Regions from separate parts of the Mus musculus genome. Here region 2 is linked to region 1. A link is a contact called in public promoter capture Hi-C data. All regions are on one chromosome and are shown on one strand. The core of a region is the stretch at or near the end of the contact, and the rest is flanking DNA. Distances in the headings are between cores, read along the strand shown.

Region 1 (2,631 bases), core at 44-2,543:
CATGAGGTCTTCATATTCTGCCTGATTACTTCCTCAGCGTGGCCTCCATTCTAATCAGCACAGAGCTTAACACAGCTTCCCACTGTCTCCTGTTATGGGCTTATAACAACCATTTAGCCCCTCTGATGGCTTGCCTCTGTCCAAAAGAAGTTCTGCCCAGTGGCTCTCCTGGGCAGTCTGGTTAAGCATCAGTTCTGACTGGATATTGACGGCCACTCCAGTCACTTCCCTTTGCATCCCTTCATGTTCTCCCCCACGCCACGGAGCACCTTCCACTCACCCGTGCACCTCAGAGCCGAAAGCACAGGAGTCTGACAACTTTTCAGGAGGGACGAAGAGAAACACAAATGAAGGCCTCAGGTTCACACCTTCCCTTGAGGTTCCAGGAATAAAGTCTCAGTTGTCTGGGTGCTGGCCCCCTCTAGACCCCCAGTGCTATCCCTGCCCTGGCCACCCAGAATCCCTCTGCTTCCTCTGCAGAGCAGGAACTAAAGCCCTAGGCACCAAGAAGCCTCTCACCACTTCTGGCACCGCTCCAGATAGTGGCTCTCTGATATCCCTCCTCCCAGTGTTCAGAAACAAAGAAAAAGAACACCCCGTGTCCCCACAGCTGTCCCACCTCTGCGTGGTCTCAAAGGCCCTGCTCTTAGAACGCAGGCGTGAGGCACTGATAACTATGGAAGGTAAAGCCAGACTCTGACCTCCCCAGCCTCAGCCCTGTTTCCAGAGTCACATCCTCTGTCCAACACATCCCTCCCTCCCCAGAGTCCTACAGGAAAGCAGAGATAGAAGGAAGGAGAAGCATCCTGAGCCAAGATGGAGCTTGAGGAGTAGACTTGGAGACTCTTCCAGAGAAGAAGGAACCCTATGCTTCAAAAGGGGGCTACCAAGGGGCCGTGAAGGGTCCTGTCTCACCTGCTGTCCTCTGCGATGGGTGGGGCTGGAACTGAGAGGTCTGGGAGGAGCTGGCTTAAAGCTGACCCCAGAGAGAGGAGAGCAAGAAGGGGGTGGAGGGATGGGGCCTGACATGGAGTCTCTCAGTTTGCCAGCAAGTAGCTGACAGGAAAGGGCCCCACTTGAGGGGGGTCCATCAGGAGTAGATGATCAGGCCTGCTGGAGCAGGGATACAGGTGACACAGATACACTCATACACCCAAGGTGGCACAGGCCAGCACCTGCTCAGAAAGCTCTATCCCTGACTGGGAGAGAGAGCACTGTGCAATCAAAGGATTCCACAGGAACAATCAGTGCCAACCCCAGCTCTTACCTCGCCCACCTTCTCCAGCTCTCCAGTGCCCAGTGAGGAGCTGCCTGCTGGAAAACCCCTAAAGGGGCCCTCAGTCCCAGCTGCCTGCCAGGAAGTGTTGAGGTCTGCCCATTCCCCCTCCCCTTCTGGCTCCCACCCAGGTTCTTCCTCCTGCCAGGGCTGAAGTTCTCAACTACTGCCAGCGCCTCTGTGTGAGCTCTGGCCTTCCCTGCTGCACACTTCCCCGGTCCCAGAGGAATCAGGTAAGACAGCCCACCATCACTTTAGCATAGCTCGTTTCCCAGTCCATCCAGATCCATCCAGTCTGACGCCCTGCGAGCTTGCTAGGGGAGTGGACACACTGGGGTGTGCCTCCAGGGACAGGTATGGCCTCCATCTCTACCACTCAATTCTGTGGGGACAGGGTCAGTCAGTGCTTGTCGTTCATCCAAGGAGATGGTGGCGTCTGGGTGAGGTGGTCCCTGGGACCCTGGTAGGGAAGAGATAATTGCAACAGAAGCTTATGGGGCAGTTAGAGGGGGACACTGTTTAAGGGGCTTGGCCTCTGACCTGGATTCAGAAAATGCTGGGGAGAAGAGATCCAATCAGAGGTTGGGTGAAGAGATAGGTTGTGTGCGTTCTGCTTGATCCAAACATCAGGCTCCTGAAGACCATGGCAGTGGGGCACAAAGCAAATGTGGGGTGAAGCGGGTACTCCAGCATCAGGCTTCCCTGACAGACAACCCTCCAAAAGAGCTGAAGATACAGCTCCACAGCCAGGGGCAGCCATTCTGTGTCTCTGTTAGCCCCCAACTCCAAGCCGCCTCTGAAACATCTGCCAAATATTTCTTCCTGCTTTTCCTTTTCTCCCTCACAGACGATGTCCACAGACATGGAGACTGCAGTCGTCGGCAAGGTGGACCCTGAGGCTCCACAACCCACCCACATTGATGTGCACATCCACCAGGAGTCTGCTCTGGCCAAACTTCTGCTGGCCGGATGCTCATTGCTAAGGATTCCAGCATCCGCTTCCACCCAGAGCCAGGGCAGCAGCAGAGTGCTGGTGGCCTCCTGGGTGAGAGTAGCTACGTGCTTGATGGGCCCAGGGAGGGACCCTCATTTGGGCCATATTTTCCTCTGGCCTCCTCTATACATCTGTCCTCCTAAGACATTGAGTTGATTTTGTCTGTGTGTACAGACAGTTGCAGCTAACAGGTAGCCCTGCTGCTGGAGAGCTGTGTTTCAAGTCCTCTCTCTTCCAGGTGGTGCAGACTGTGCTGGGGGCTCTGAGTGTGGTTCTGGGTGGAACCCTCTACATAGGCCATTATTTAGCCATGTATTCCGAAGGCGCCCCCTTCTGGACTGGGATCGTGGTGAGTGTGGCA
Region 2 (2,631 bases), core at 42-2,541, 550 kb after region 1:
ACAAAACCTAGGACCTCTGGAAGACCAGACATTACTTTTAACTACTGAGGCATTTCTTCAGCCTTGCAACTAGAATATATAAACTTTGATGGTGGTAATATAAATTAGAGTAGCTTCTTTGTTAAATAGTCTGGCAACTTCTTGTACACTCTTCTACCATTTAACCATCCACTAGGGGACATTAGCCCAAAAGAAATGAAAGGGTATGTCCACGGAAAGAATTGAAGGCCATAACAGCTTTATTTGAGAGAAGTCTAAAGTCAAAACAACCCTTCTACCCAGAAATGTAGAAAACCTGTTAGGCATCCACAGTGGACTAGTACCTGGGAAGTTACAAGCTGTTGATATATAGAAGAAAACAGGTGGAATTATCTTAAGATACCCATGCCATTTGAAAGAAGGCAAATAAAATGGTCTTTATGTGTGATTCTGTCAACAGTTTTAGAAAAAAAAAAAAAAAGAATTAACGTTCAGTTACAAGAAACAGAAAGGTACATAAGGAGGGCCAGTTAATGTAAACAACATGAAGAAACTTTTGAGGTTGATGGAAATGTTTTATTATGGGGATGACTTCAGTGATGTATAAAAATATTAAAATACTTTACACTTTAATATCTGTAGTCTATGCAAATTATACTTTAAGCTTTAGAAATTAAATGGAGGGCTCCTTGGTAGTGATCTTTCGTGAGGCCTTGGTTTTAATTCATTCCTTTGCAAAACAAAAGAACTAGATAGAGATGGTTTTTAGCTGTGCAATGTTTCCTCCAAGTGTAATAACTTGCCTATAACCCTATCCCATCCCAGTCCCCACCGATCCCTGCTGTCCCCTGCAATGTTTGATGTGGATGCGAAGTTTGGGGAGAAATATGTGTAAAGCTATTGATCTATAAAATGATATTGTCACTTATTACGGTATTCTTTTCTTTGGGAAAAGAATATCCAGTTTGTCCCAATTTTGGCTTTTAAAAAAAAAAAAGTTTAAATCTCGAGGTACAAATTAGGAAGACCCACGCAACTTCATGTCACGGTCTTACATCACTGGCGGGGTGTGGGGCGCCCTCCTATAAACTGACTGCACACAGGGCCAGGCTGCTGCTTTCGGGAGCAGAGCGGAGCGCGTGCGTGGACCGTGGGCGGCCTGGCTGCGCTCGAGGCCTTGAGGCCGGCCACCCACGTGACCAGGGCTGCGCTCCCTCCGCTATAGCGCAGCAGCACCTCGCGCATGCGCAGGCGCAGTGCGTGCCCTGAGGCGTGGAAGCTCGGCGGTAAGCGGCGCCAAGGGCTGGCCTGAGGGCTGGAGGGCTGAGGGTGGAGCGCCTGGTATGTGGGGCCAGCGGCTCTTTGCTGGGACGGCTGTGGCGCAAAGTGTAAGGTCAGTGGTAGTCTTTGGTGGCGAGGGCGACAGGGGCCGCTCCCAGGGTGTTCTTGTCCACGCTGCTGGCGTTTTAGGTCTGGGCTGAGGCCTACTTCCGGCGAGCTCGAAGGCGCCGCAGCTTCTCGGTGAGCTGCCCGCAGACCCACTGTGTGGACAAATCTTGGTGAGCTGCCCGCAGACCCACTGTGTGGACAAATCTCGGTGAGCTGCCCGCAGACCCACTGTGTGGACGACTTTCTTCCCCTCTGGCGACGTCTGTGGTTTTAGCCTTCCAGGCCCCCCAGAAAGCCAGCATCTTTACCTCACCTTGGCCCATTTCAAGGCGAGATTTGAATTCGCCGTCGTGCCCTCCACCTCTGCTTAAAGTCACTACAGTTCCTTGGCAAGTCTTTTAACAACGATTTAAAATAAGGCTAGAAAACCAGTTTCTTAAAACAAGTGGCAGGATTTCCAAAGTAAACTTTTAATTTTTTCTGTGCCCGTGACAGTGGTAACACATGTCTTAATCCTACTCCATTCGGGAGGCAGAGGCAGGCAGATCTTTGAGTTTGAGGCCAGCCTGGTCTACAGAGAGAGTTCAGGACAGCTACTGAGAAACCTGTCTTCAAAAAACCGAAAACAACCAAGAACCAACCAACCAACCAAGCAAACAATAGTGTTTTCCAGAGAAATATTCTTTCTCACTAAAAGACTCCATTTTTTAAAAAAAATTTTTTTCCATTTTTTATTAGGTATTTAGCTCGTTTACATTTCCAATGCTATCCCAAAAGTCCCCCATACCCACCCACCCCCACTCCCCTACCCACCCACTCCCCCTTTTTGGTCCTGGCGTTCCCCTGTACTGGGGCATATAAAGTTTGCAAGTCCAATGGGCCTCTCTTTGCAGTGATGGCCGACTAGGCCATCTTTTGATACATATGCAGCTAGAGACAAGAGCTCCGGGGTACTGCTTAGTTCATATTGTTGTTTCCATTTTTTTTTTTTAAAACAGCTTCTCCACAGCTGAATTTTAAAACTACTTTTTAAAGGATCCCAGATTTGAAGATGATTCAGTGATGTTATTTGAAAAAAAATTAAGCTAGACAAAATTTGCAAGTTTTAAATTCCTATAAATAAGCTCCATTATTTGCTGTGATGAGTTAATTACTCTTTTCATAGTTGAGAGCATTTGAAACCTTGATGTAGATTAGATGTTCTTGGATGATCTAAAAGCTCTCAAAAAATGAGTCTCAAACCATGGCATGTACCCTACGTTT

Evidence for each region. Promoter capture Hi-C pulls out the DNA fragments that hold promoters and counts their contacts.
Region 2: a contact with region 1 is called in a promoter capture Hi-C map of embryonic stem cells, with 5 times the contacts expected there. The contact joins the promoter of Stk31 here to the promoter of Tmem176b in region 1. A contact is called at or near these places in 12 of 39 promoter capture datasets (the 3T3-L1 cell line, the C10 cell line, the HPC-7 cell line and 6 more), 2 of 484 Hi-C or Micro-C datasets (the G1E-ER4 cell line and muscle stem cells) and 2 of 9 other capture datasets (embryonic stem cells and macrophages).

The regions. Positions count from the first base shown.
Region 1 is chr6:48,840,081-48,842,711 of GRCm38.p6, forward strand. It overlaps Tmem176b (transmembrane protein 176B), which reads right to left and starts at 1,294. Exons shown (of 7, transcript NM_001164207.1): 1 at 916-1,294. Tmem176a (transmembrane protein 176A) reads left to right here and starts at 1,403. Exons shown (of 7, transcript NM_025326.4): 1 at 1,403-1,509; 2 at 2,124-2,321; 3 at 2,509-2,619. The coding sequence starts at 2,127.
Region 2 is chr6:49,394,313-49,396,943 of GRCm38.p6, forward strand. It overlaps Stk31 (serine threonine kinase 31), which reads left to right and starts at 1,292. Exons shown (of 24, transcript NM_029916.2): 1 at 1,292-1,372. The coding sequence starts at 1,323.